2 separate regions of the Gossypium hirsutum genome follow, and region 1 is linked to region 2. A link is a contact called in public Hi-C data. All regions are on one chromosome and are shown on one strand. Each heading gives the region's core, a stretch centred on a gene start, on an enhancer-like site or on the middle of the called end of the contact. The rest is flanking DNA. Distances are from core to core; before and after follow the strand shown.

The links. A called contact is a pair of places that touch in the nucleus more often than the background predicts.
Region 1: a Hi-C map of hypocotyl shows a contact between it and region 2, with 4 times the contacts expected there. The contact joins two enhancer-like sites. A contact is called at or near these places in 7 of 34 Hi-C or Micro-C datasets (hypocotyl and leaf).

What each region holds. Positions count from the first base shown.
Region 1 is chrA10:92,400,292-92,406,949 of Gossypium_hirsutum_v2.1, reverse strand. It overlaps LOC107896671 (SAL1 phosphatase), which reads right to left. Exons shown (of 8, transcript XM_041079023.1): 4 at 6,103-6,305; 5 at 2,830-3,040; 6 at 2,483-2,575; 7 at 2,234-2,387; 8 at 1,609-1,932. The coding sequence ends at 1,766. LOC107896672 reads left to right here. Exons shown (of 7, transcript XM_016821898.2): 6 at 584-650; 7 at 731-1,027. The coding sequence ends at 785. Among protein-coding and RNA genes, the nearest start is that of LOC107896671, 7.3 kb to the right of the region's middle. Within about 2 kb of position 2,184, at least 3 of the 9 cell types and tissues checked have an H3K27ac peak or open chromatin away from gene starts, as enhancers often do. A contact at or near this core is called in hypocotyl, where this site is marked.
Region 2 is chrA10:92,044,010-92,051,267 of Gossypium_hirsutum_v2.1, reverse strand. LOC107896742 (ras-related protein RABC1) reads right to left here. Exons shown (of 7, transcript XM_016822007.2): 6 at 2,274-2,402; 7 at 1,434-1,828. The coding sequence ends at 1,721. Among protein-coding and RNA genes, the nearest start is that of LOC107896742, 16 kb to the right of the region's middle. Within about 2 kb of position 2,892, at least 3 of the 9 cell types and tissues checked have an H3K27ac peak or open chromatin away from gene starts, as enhancers often do. A contact at or near this core is called in hypocotyl, where this site is marked.

The DNA.
Region 1 (6,658 bases), core at 935-3,434, 360 kb before region 2:
AAAAGCGTCTTGTTTAAGAATGCTTTTATCTCAAAAGCACTTTTTCTCCCAAAAGTGCTTCTTAGGCTAGCCTTTTGGACTCCAAAAACCAAGTGTTCTTTGTTGCTTCTACAATGGAAAAGCACTTTTAAGCTAAAAGTGCTTTCCCACTGCAATGGAGAACACACCCTTAAGTGCGATAGAACTCACGTCCTACTGGCTATTGCAATAGTAATGGTGTCAACTAAGCTAAGGCTCAATCCATTGATTTAGTTTGTTTTTGAAAATGTTGAGATTATATTCCAACTGAATCTGGACAGTACTTTCTTTATTGAAAGAAAGAGAAACTGGAATTGTAGTTTCTTGATTGTTCAAAGGGAGGAGGGGAGGGTGAGCATCTCTCACTTTCTTTCAGTTAGTGATCTTTTCTACTTTGCAAATCTGTTTTTGTCCTTTCTCAGTATCTGCACTAATAGTTTGGCTTTCTTAATTTTCTATTTCTGTTTTTCTATACCCCTAATTTGAGCTGTCATGGAATTGGTTTTTTAAGTAAGCGTTTTTGCCCCCTTCCTTCTTTTTTCTCTCTTTTCAAACTGGACACCAGGCAAACAGGCAGCTCAGAGTCCTGGCCCAACAAAAGTGACTAAACGTCCTGTACCTACACATCGCAGGTATTTATCATCATTCTTATTAAGATTCTTAATTCTGCTGAATCAGTTGATAGCAATGACTTAAAATTTGGTGTTGACAGGGCAAAAGCGAGGGGCATCATTTTGCAGGATAGTGAAAACGAAAAGGATAGCTAGAAGATAAGGCACTCTTGTCAAGTTTGGCATATCATACAGCAAATCTTACAATTTCACTAACGTTGGCATTTTCATTTACTATACGAAGGTAAATTTTTCACATTTATACAAAAGAATGAAGCTTTTAGTATTTTAGGATGTTTAGCGCATTGCTAGGCTCCTCCTGCTGTATCTCAGTTATGTTACCTTTAAATATTGTGCTCTTGAAAAACTTCTAGATACTTGGCCTCATTTCACGCTCAGGATTGTGCATATTAGTATATTTCTAACCTTCTATTGATTGTACTGGAAGACATGCATGTTTGACCCATAAAGATTTCTCACATAGGAAGTTTGTAAGTAGCAAAAGCAGTCAAGAACCCTTTTTTCTTTCAGGTGTGATTTTGGGCTACAAAGCAGGGTCAGTCCTCTTATTTTTGAAAACCTCACCTTTCCATGTTAGCAGTCTGTTTATTTCACAGAATAATTTTTGGAAAACCTTGCTTTGAGAGAGCCTTAATTGTAAAGAGATGAAAGGTCTTCTTTTTGAGTAACATAGCATGAGATTCTCTTTAGCTCAGCTTTATTAACGGGGCTTTGAGATGACGAAAATTGAAGCACTTCCATTTCCCGATTGGGATCACCTCCATTTCCCGATTGGGATCTTAAATAGGAAAGATTTTGGGACCAACTATGGCGATAATTTCCCATGGTTTTGATTTGCATTTACATTTTTTAGGACAGATTCTTGGACATCTCCGATCATGCCTAATTTTGATCTTAGCTGCAATCAAATGCAGCTTAAAATGCAATGCCAAAAAATAATGCAAATGACAAGCTTCCAAATTCAAATCTTTTGGATGTTACCTTTTAAAACTAAATTTGGAGTTTTAAATGTACTTGTACTTTACTTACATGCATTGGGGAGAAAATAGGAGATAAGGATAATGCACAAGGATTATGTGGGAAACAATAAGAGACTTAGAGTTAAGAGAGCAATTCTAAGGCTGAGGCTTAGATTTCTGGGCCAGGGAGGCTCTAACTGCATCGAAGAGTAATGGCATCAACTTCTGATTGGAAACAATTATGCCAGTATCTAGATCAAGATACTTTCCCTTGGAAAAATCCAATTGCTTTCCTGCAGCATCTGTCACCACTCCCCCAGCTTCTGCAGACCCCAACAGATTTCATCATAATTTGTCAAATAAGATATTTGCAATTTCTGCAACATCTGATTTCACTTAACTATTTCTGCAAATGGTATCATCATTCACTTCGTCTGTAAATGATACCAACATTCACTTTGAATTGGCTACTTATAATGATTAAAATATTCGAATTTGAATATGCAATATTCACATCAAATCCCTAGCATTAAGGGTAGGGCCCAATCCAATAGGGGTAAGATTAAACCAATGTAAGTAGTCACTAACCTAAAAACCTTCAGGTTTAAGAGAGATTGGTGTTACCGGTTACAACAATAGAGCCAGCAGCATGATCCCAAATTTTCTCTCGATACCCATTGCGAGGAAAACGCAGATATATGGCTCCATCTCCTCTGGAAAGAGCGCCGTACTTTACCTGGCTATCCATTCTAATTGGTGCTGCTTTGACCCCAAGTTTCTGTTTGAATCTCAGTACTTTCATTATATTCACTACATTAAAAAGAGAGAGAGAGAGAGAGAGAGAGAGAGAGAGAGAGAGAGAGAGGAGAGTACTTGGGCAATTAAACTGGATAGATCATGCATGGAATGTGCTGCTTCATATGACTCGAAGAATGATGCTTCTTCTGGATTTTCAACAGCACTTACCTGCACCTGAATCCCATAAATATATATAAGTTGCAACTATTTTACTCAGCAACCAAATTATAATCAGGGATCTAAATAGCTACTCCAACTCTATGTAGACTTTGTTGTCACTATTTTGTAGTTTCGGCTCTCTCTGCCATCATTTTGTTTTGTCAGTAGAAGTTGATTATGAGAGTATTCTTTAAATGTGATTAGATAAAAGATCTATTTAAAAGTCACAATTTAATCCCGAATTATAATAAATAATTTACGACCTTGACCGTGGAAGAACCGTCAAGCGGTTGCATATAAGTTCCTCGACCAACTTCAGCAAAGAAGAGACAACCAACTTCATTATTTGGAGAATGTGGATGAGCAAAACTGATGGAAGTTAATGGAAGATTTGGACAAGCCAGCACTCCCAAAACAACATTTCCTCTGTCTAGCAAAGCCAACGCCACTGCATATTGATCTCCCTTTACAAATCTACTCTCAAATTTCAAAAGCGATACTAATTCATCAAAGTGCCAGAGATCAGCTATTTCAGAAAAGGATAACGTATAATTTACCTAAATAATAAAAGTTCACAATCAAATACTCAAACTTCAATGCTATGGACTAACACTGTTAGTTAAAATGGTTAGTGGCATAAATTAGCCAATAAAATAATGACACAGACATTTTATTTTTTATTTTTGCTAAAATAATCTTAACTTTAAAATTGGGAATTTTTGTTTAAATTTTAGTTTTTTTTAACTAAAACTGCAAATTTTCCTAAGTTACATATTTTTTGTTAATTTTTTCCTTAAAAGTTTTCATTTTGAAATTAAGAAAAATGATAATTTGGAAACCAAAAGAATTTTTAAATAATAATAAAAAAAATACCTTCAAAGAAAAAAAAAGGAAAGGGGTCGAGGAGAAAGGACGGAAAGGGAGGAGGCGAGGGATAGTGTGGTTGGCCAACCCAAGGCAGCTTCTTGATCGGTTAAATTCGTTGTTGGCTGACCCTTCGCCAACAAAACCAACCTTTTTATTTGGACTTGACTAGGGGTGAGTAAAACTCGATTCGACTCGAAAAAATCGAAAAAAAATTCGAATTTTGAGTTAAACGAATCGAGTTATTCGAGTTATTCGAGTCAACTCGAATTTTTTTTCGAATTTCGAGTTCGAATCGAGTTGAGTTTTCGAATTCGAATAACTCGAATAATTCGAATATTAAACTATAGTATTTTACATTTTTACTCCAAACTCTTAAACCTTTTTACTTTTCCCTCAAAATTTTTACTCCTTTCTACTTTCCCCCCAAAACTTTTACTCCCCTTCTATCTCAACCCCCCCAATCTACCCAAAATCCATTTCCCACCAAAATTTTACTCTCCTATTTACTTTTTCTCAAAATTTTTTATTTTCCCCCATAATTTTTACTCCCTCCCACTTTCCTCCTCAAACTTTTACTTCCTTCCAATCCCACCTCCCATCTTCCCCAAATCCATCCCCCAATTTTTTTTAATATTTTTCCTCTAAAATTTTACTCCCTTCTATTTACTTTCCCTCAAACTTTTATCCCCCAAAACTTTTTATTTTCCCCCTAAATTTTTACTTCTCACCTTTTACTCTCAAATTAAAAAATCAAAATTATCCAAAAAAAATCACTAAACATAAATAGTAATAATTTTATTTATATCTACTATTTATATTATTAAATTAAATTTCACGTCTTATATTATTTATATTATTAAATTGTTTAGTCATATTGAATATTTATATTAAAATTAAATTATTAATTATGCCATTAAATATTCATGTTAAAATTTTATATTAGTATTCACATTTTATCTTTAGAATAACTTTTATTAAAAAATCATATTTTTACATTTAATATATTTTTTAATTCTAAAATACATAATAACAAGAATCTAAAGATAATTGAAAAAACTAAGCAAGCAAATAAGCTAACCCGTATATAAAAAATTAATAAATAAATTATGAGGTGATGAAAGTTAATAAAAATTTTGATTAATGTGGATAAATTTTATTATGATGGGTGACAGTGATTACAAGGACCCAAAATTATTTTTTAAAATTTAACTCGAACAAATAAATTCGATTCGATTCGATCGAACGCTCACCCCTAGACTTGACTGTGGCGTAATAGGAATTCAAAAGAAAAGAACGCATGTAATATGAATATATTTAATTTCTCTTAAAAATTGAACATATTTATTTATTTTTCTAAATTTTCACATGTTTTTTCAGGATATTTATAACAGTAATTTTTTTAGGTAAGTCGGAGCAACACGATAAACATAAATGATTATTATATTAACATAATAATAAATTTAACGCTCAATGTTCATATACATATTTTTTCAATTTGGTTATTAGTCTTTTTCTTTTTAGCTAAATTTCATTATTAACATTTGAAAAAAAATTTAGATTGCTTTTTTTAATGGAAATATGGACTAAAACATTAATTTGTTAATGATGTTAATATGCATGACACTCCACATGTATTTCATGCCGATATGATACTATTTTTACTTATATGTCACGTCAACAAATGATTTAAAATTAGAGAAATATTTTAAGAAATAAAAATTAAAATATCATAAAAAATAAAAATAAAACAAGTACATATAGATTGCTATGTGAATTGTCAAGTTTAAAATTTTAATATTTTAGTCAATATTTTTGTTTAAAAAGCAATAAATTAATTGCTTTTAAAAGGTTGATAGTCAAATTCGACTCTTTTTAAAAGGTTGAGAATTAATTTTAGCTCAAAAAAGAATGAGGGCCAAATTAACAAATGATATAAATGTTAAAAGCTAAATTTATTATTATGCCTTTTTATATTAAACATTAGCTTCTTTATGGGTTAAAGTATAATGGGAGGTCTCTGTACCATAGGGATGACATTAAATTAGTCCTATTATTAAATTGATCAATTTAATCCCTATACTATTAAAAAGAATCAAATAAGTTCAAATTTTAACATAGTTAACATTTATTTTAAAAATTCTTAAATTTTTTTTCAATTAGAGTTCGATTTCAAACAAAATATTTTATTTGCAAAACCATAAAAACTTTAAAAATATTAGCTTTGTTAAACAATAAATAATATTTTTCTAAACAATAAATGTTAACATTGTTCCAAGTTGGCCTTATTTGATTCTTTTTAATAGTACATAAACTAAATTGATCTATTTAATAGTAGAGAGACTAACTTGATCAAGTCCTTCTAATAGAGGGAATTCTTAGGTCACTCACCCCTATGTATGACTTGAAAAAAATCACTCATGTAAGATAGTATTAAGTAATGATGTTTGAACCAGACTAAATTGATCGGTCTAATCGGTTAGATCAGAAATCGATACGGACGGATTGAATTGGCTAAAAAATCGATTGGGTCAACAGTTGAACTGAATCTTTTGCTTTTTTAATTTTTTTAAAAATTTTTAATGACCATTTAATCGAACTAGTCGAATTGATGAGCTAATGAACTAACCAATCCAATACTAAAAAGATTGACATTAAGTTTTGGAGCTCACCCTTTAGTGCCATCTATAGGATCCAAAACCCAGTGTCGACCTTGGGAGCCACCTTCAGATTTGCCACTGTCAATGGCTTTAAGAATATCTTCTGAGGATAAACTAACACCGTATGATCCGTCACTAGTCAGAGATTCATTCACAAGTTTGGTAATTCTTTCTACTATTTCCCCACCACCATCCTTGCGAAGATCATTCGAATCCTAAACAAAATCCAAAACATCATTTAGAAGAAAGTAAAAAAAAAAGAAAAAAAAAGGATGGTTTAGGAATCTTCCTACGACTAAAGATAGGAATGGGAAAGTAGCAGAAATGTTACCAATTCACCATCACTCTATAGTTGGCATGCTTCCCTCTACTACTTACCTATTCCATTATAAAGGTGTAGTATTTTTGAAAACCAGTCACCTCCTCCATGAATGTATAAATCCATCCCACCTTAATACTTTCCCTTTTCAAAATACGTAAAAAGAACATTCTCCAAAGTTATGAAAATATATATTCTGTTGTTTCCAAACATTCATGAAGGTTCGAAAATTATCAGACTTTTGTGTAT
Region 2 (7,258 bases), core at 1,643-4,142:
TTCATTTTTTTTTTGCTTCATTATTTCTTCATATTTAGGAGTTTTTTTAACTTATTATATAGCTATGTGTACTTAGATGCCATTAATTTATACTTACCTTCCATATTATTATATTTCAATTGAAAATGTTGCATCTTAATTTTGAATATATTTATATGAAAACTTAATTGATTTGAAATACCAAAGAACATGTTTGTTAGGTAATCTCTTTTGCACATGTGTTTTCGAAGGAAGAAATAAATAAACAATAGAATACACCAAACCTAATAACTCTTTTCGTTTGTTTGGTTTTGATTAACTCTTTAATGTCCAATTTATATGGAAAAGATGCAATATATGATTTTTCATTTTTTTATTCTTTATATTATTTTAATTAATTTTAATATTTCTATAAAATTTATTATTTTAATTATTTTTTAATACTTTTTTTGTAATTTTTAATGGTTTTATAATCTTTTTATGTTTTCTTTTATATAATTCTAGAATGAATTTGGACATATTGGTGTCCAGATTCAAATGAATCTGGATAAAAAATTGTTCAAGTTCACTCTGGACTTATTTTCTAAAAGAATTTTATTTTTTATTTTTTATTTTTTGCTGGCATGGATTGCCACGTCCATTACAGTAAACATTGCTCAAGGGATCTCACTCATCAAAATTGTCAATTCAAGAGTTCAATTGGGTGAAAAAAGTTGAGGGACTTAATTGAGTTTTTTTAAATTCTTTGAGGACCTTCTGTACTATTAAGCCTAAAAACAATTTATTAAAGAGTTTTACTTTAATAAACACTTCCAATGTTAATGGTAGTAAAAAAATAAATTTTTTAATAAAAAAGAAATCAAGATAAAATAATTGATTTATTGATTGTGATTTATAATTTAACAGACATTTTATAAACAAAAACCACCGGAAAATGAATAATTATGTTTATTAAAAATAATTTATTTTTAAAAAATGCAAAAAAAAAATAAAAAAATTAATGAATATTTAATTTCATAAAAATAAAGGGTTAAGAAATCTTATTTTAATAGACCTTAACGAGAATCACAATAGAAATAATTAATATTTTATTTTAATAAAGAAAAGTAAATAATTAATTTTTAAAAATATCAATGGGAAATTTGTCATTTACTTTTTACCATTTTGGAGCTGATACTTTTATATAGAAAAAATATTATACTATATCCTATTATAGATAATTAAACCAAACACTTTTGTCAGTTTTTTGTTCGACCAATTGAATCAATAAACCTAACCCGGTCTTGCATTCATCGAATAAAGGCAATCTTCTGGAGGGCAAAACAAGAATGAGGCAATTTTTTGAGCTAAACATGTTACACGACCAACCATGTGACAATATCAGCTTATGTGAGAACAGCATCAGTAATCCAACAGCGCCTACACGATTGAGTGGCTTAAAAAAAACAGGAATATTCACAGCGTAAATGATTATTTATAGTCTTTATTTTTTTGTAGTTGAATGACCAGAGTAGAACATCACCAATAACTGAATGGCCATTTAATCCTAAATCCAATTGTTCCAAGCCAGCCAAATTATCAAATACAACGTGGAATTCTACACAATATGACTTCGAGAAATAAACGGGATTAGCAACAATGCTATATACTACATAAAAATTGAGTTCCATATGAAATTGAAAAACCATACTGTAAATAATGGTCAGAAGTGGGTAAGAATCACCGCGCTTGAGATTTGGTATTAGCAACAGCCGCTTGCCGATGCATCGAGTTGTGGTGGCTTTTGTTTAAAGATGTTCTTTTTCCCACCTTTGGAACCCTCAGCCAAAAGGCTCGGAGTATCTAGGATCTGCATGATAATGTCATCTCATTAAAAATGTAAGTCTCATTCCTTAGCTGAGGAAACCTTTAACAAAAATATAAAAGGGCAATTGACTGCTGTAACATCTATTACATTCACAATTGCATAAAAAATGGTGGATTCACAAAAGCAATCACGAAGAGTCCAAAAAACCCTAAAACATCTGCTTAAACCAGGGAGGCAAATGACGCTGCTACTTCCACTACTGATATTTTTTTCAGAATTTACTGCCATAGTATCCATTATGTTCATAATTGCAATAGAAACAATGGACTGGTAACGGATTCATAAACGCAACTTCAATCACCGGTTTAAAATATTTTTGATATAATTTTACTAATAGCCCTCATGCTCACTAAAATTTATTGCTTGAACCAAAGCATTGTGGAGAAAGGCAGAAATATCAGAACAAAATAGCTGTTAAATTCAATACCTTCAGAACAAGCTCGTCGAAGCACTGCTGTACATTAACGCGTGTTTTAGCACTACATTCGATGAAAAGGCAACCATACTCTCTAGCAAAGTTTATTCCCTCTTTCTTTGTTACAACCCTCTCACTTTCCTGAAAAGCATTTGATGATGCAGGTATAAGGAAAATTCTCAACAAAGGAAAGGAAGATAAGAGAATTGAGAAGAAAGAAGAAAAATGAAAAAGGGAAACAGAGGGTAATAAATATTGGGGAAAGAACAAGTAGAGAGAGAACCAATTTTGATGACTCAAATTCATTATACCAAATTACAAAGGAACTGAAAAAATTAAGTACTTGTAAAGCACACTGTACATGTTAATGAAATATGTACCAAATAAAATCCTGAAATGGATCTACAAGTACCAAAAATAACAATTGAAACCATAAAAGTTTACAGATTTAATTAAACAAATATCGAAATAAGCATGTCCTTGTCCTGCATCCTGTAGAATACAGTTGACGATATTATTAGATAGTGCCTTTCAGATGAATAACGAGGTGTCACCACTGATATGTAATGTAACTATGTGGTTTGCATACAATCCAAACATGGAAACAAACCAGTGTAACTAGGGACGGAGAAAGTAAGGCACTTCATCATACAGTGAGGAAATCTTCATTACTTTCTTCCCTAACAAGCCCATGCCCATCCACATAACAAGAGCTTCAAATTGGATATTGACATGAAGATATGAACATATGAAACTCAAAATATAAGTTAAAATTTACTAGTTTGAAGATCCATGTCAAACATGTACTAATGTCCAACACTTGCCAGGCAACATATTCTAATAGCAAAAAGCATGGAAAAGTTTGAGAGCATCAAGTAAAAGATTTTTGTTTCCTAAAGATAAGAGCACATCAGCTAAATCAAAATAGCAGACCAGATTCAGTCATTCAGGATAAAGAATAACACACTCGTGAAGAAGCAATTATTGTTATATCAATTGCAAATTTTAGGGACCAAAAACCTGTTTTTCTTTTCCTTATAATTCTGGTGAAAATAGAAATACAAGTTTACCAAAAGGAAAAGCTATTATTTGCTTAACCAATTCCATAGAAGATGACTAAACAATTTTACCAAATCAAGCCTAATACAAGCAGTTCTACGTGTAGCATTTAATACATATATATATATATATATCATGCCAGATCCACAAATAGGTGTATGTAACTGTTGTGTGTTTTTCGCTTTCTGAAACCTGTTTCCCTTCAAATATTGCCTATTTGTTAAACAAGTATACATGTTACAGTCAAAATTTGCTCATAAAAAGGGAAATTATCAGACCATATTCACTCCATATTTTTCTAACCATCAAATACAATATGTTTGAAAATTGTGCATTTATGAGCTTCAGATTTTGCACCAAGGGGCGCATTTGATCTAGGAAAAGTAGGGTTGGCTTCAATAATATGATTCTCCCCTAACAAGATTACTTAACACATTAACAGTGATATTAGATGCTTACTTTTGGTTTAGCTGGTCAGAATGTCAGATTCCTGTTTATGTTTTCCTTAATGACATATATTTACTAATGCCCCTTAAAAAGAATAAAATCTGAATAAATGAAATTATTTCATTGTACAATAACACAGTACCAAATAAATTACCTAGTTAGTTACCCAATTTTTTAGACGATTCCATTTTGGTCACCCAAATAAAAATACAAGTAATTTGGTCACCGCCGTTACAAAAATTTTCCATTTTAGTCACCCAAAGGTTAAATTCCTAGCGGCGGCTAACTGTGCATGCCACATCATCATTTTAGATTTTTTTTTTACCCTCACCACTATTCATCATCTCCCCCTCCACACCACCTTGCTACCACCATTTTTTATCTTCCTTTGCTCACTGCTTCCACCATTTTTTTGCACATCACTTTGGAACCGGAAGCTAAGCAAGAATCTATCGAGATAGCTGATGGCAAGAACAGCAATGAGAGCAGAGAAGGAATAGTGAGCATTGACTTTTAACATCCATTTCACAAATTCACAGCGAGCCCCATCTAGATTCCCATTGCTTTGAAGGCTATAGTACAGTAGGTTCTGCTCTTGTTTTGAGAGTAAAGTGGAAAGTTCATCATCTTCCCAGGAAAAGTCTTGTTCTAACAAGTTGGGAAAAGGATTTTGATCTATTAATCTCATGATTGTAACAACTTCCTTCTTCTACTTCTACAAAGTAGTCTTGTCTGGGTTCTTCCTCCCAATTCTCTTCTAAACTATAAAGAGCATAAAAAACAAAAAGAAGAGTTCAAAGCCATTGTTCTCCACCAAAGAATAGCTTTTTCCTTTTGTTTTCTTTTTTAAAAATGTTTATGTTGGTTTCATTATAGAATAGAGAAGAAGATGAAGAAAGAGGGGCCAAAAGACAGAGCTTAAGGCATCTCTCTGTCTGAAAGACTAGAGGATTGGCAGGGGGGGCAAGTGAGCAGTGTAACCAAAAGGACGTGTTTTGTGGGTTTGCTCAGCTGAGCTGCAGGAAACAAAGGGTTAGTACTTAGAAAGCAGATAGTAGTTGAAATTTTCTTATGGATTTGTTTTTGTTTTTTCAATTATTGCGAGTCTATCAGACCCAGACCTGACTCATGGCATGGGCCATGTATTACATTTAATTAAGTTTATGTTCTTACTCTCATTGGATCTATAACTAGTTTTTTGTTTTTTTTTAATTAATTAATTTCTAGAAAAAAAATGGTGGAAGCAGTGAGCAAAGAAAGAAGAAAATGGAAGCAAGGGTGGCATGGAGGGGAAGATGATGAACAGTAGGGGGTTGAAAAAATGGTCAAAAATGATGATACAGCATGCACAGTAAGCTACCATTAGGTATTTAATGTTTGAGTGAATAAAATAAAAATGTTCTTCAACGACAGTGACTAAATTGCAAGTATTTTTATTTGGGTGACCAAAATGAAAGCACCTAAAAAGTTGGGTGACCAACTAGCCAGTTTACCCTATTTTTTAACCATGGAAGTGAAAACAGATGTCATCCAGCTACTTTCAGAAACCAAATAAAACCTCTATAATAGATGCATTGCGATAATCATTGCCGCTCATGAATTTAAAATAGCATGTATAACTCAAGACAACTCAAAACCCAGCAACAATACTGTATGTATAACAGTACCAATATTTCATGTAGTTTCTGTGCCCATACACGATGCCCTATCCTTGTAATCACATGGTGAGGCTTGTTTCCTTAAAATTTTATTTCAAATTATAGTAATGAAAATTTGAACTCTTATGCAACCAAGCAAAAGCAGCCACATGCAAATGAAAGAAGTCTCAATGCATTCTTTCACAACTAACCATGAAGTTTTTTCTTGCCCACAAACAAAATAAAATAATACAGCACAATCAAATCATGCCCTTTCAAACTTGATTGCAGCATACACCCATCCTAGCATATTAAACTTGTCTAACTATAACTTGAAAAATGTTCCACAAGTTGATCCCTGGTAGTAATAATAGTGGAAAAGATGTTGATGTTCAATGCAAGTTTATCAGCAAATTTTCCATAATTTCTGAACCCGGCCTCGGTGTCCTAATGCCCAACCACTCTCCAAGTTTTATACTCATTTGCTTAACAAAGAGCGCAAAATCCATTTTCATTCAACCTTTCAAATCCTATACATTCCCAAGGTTTAAAACTATAAAAACAATCAATTCCAAAATGTCAAAACAAAACATAAAGCAATAGCCATCTTTGGACTAGTTTTTCTGGCAAAGGAATGCTCTTGAAGAAGCTGAAAACAACCAAACAAGCAGCCTAGCTAAATCCTGATCGTGTTCTTCAGGTATTCATAATACATGGGTATGCTGATTCTTGTTAGAAGGTCCCAATCCCAATGAACAAACCAAGTTGTTATGCAAAGAATCAAAGAAAGGAAAAAGATTAAAGAGAGATGTATAAAAGACCTAACATCCTAACAACCCAATCAGAAACAAGAAAGGCCCCTACCAACAAAAGAAAGAACAAACAACACCCTAGGACTGAACCGAGAGACAACCAAATTCAAAGCCCCAAAACCTAACTAAATCGAACAAAGAAAGGCAACAAGCTGCAGCGATCATATCCAAAAACTGGAACACATAAAACAAAAAAAGCCACAAATATATCCAATGTCGAACACCCGATAGCCCAAAATCGACCATCAAAACATAAAATTACCAGGCATAAGATGTTTGATTACTTTTCAAACAACATTAGGAAGAAATACTAAAGGTGGAACAATGAAAAGGGCGAGTTGGAAAAAGGAGGAGGTTCCAAGGGAGTTTAGGAAGAAATACCCTAAAGCCTCAGCAACGGGTTCATTGACAGTGAAGGGACTCAAGGCATTGCAAACTTGCGCTAAGAGAGAGGAACAGTTATGCTTTGACTAGTAAGGATGAAATTGCGAGTGAATTAGGTTTGATGTGGGGTTAGATTATACTGGTATGGATTCACATCATTAAAGAGAAAAGAATGGATAAAATGGTCCTATATGTCACTATAGACTGATGGGGGTATGAGATACCCCCAATAGGACTGAACAATGTCACTACAGGTAATGGAATTATGGAACATTCCCAAATGTCAAATATGTGCTCGAAGCACTGTTACCTCAAAACGAAAACTCAGATTCCGAGCAGTAATATTAGACTATGCAGAACAATGGCTTCTCAATGTATGCCTATTCGCAAAGTGTAAAAGCACAAACAATTCCCACCCCTCATGATACGAGTCACAAAAGCCCAAATTCTTGAAGGCGAGGCCCAATAAGAAGATTCCAAGCCCAATCAAGAAATCCACCCATACTTAGTTGAAAATCAGGCCAAATTGTTAAAGTGGCCCAAGTTGTAAAGTTTTATTTTTATTTATTTATTTATTTATTTTATTTAGTTTAAATTTTTATATTCAGTCCAAGAGTCCCAAATAAAAGACCCTTGGCCGAATTTCCATATTAAAATA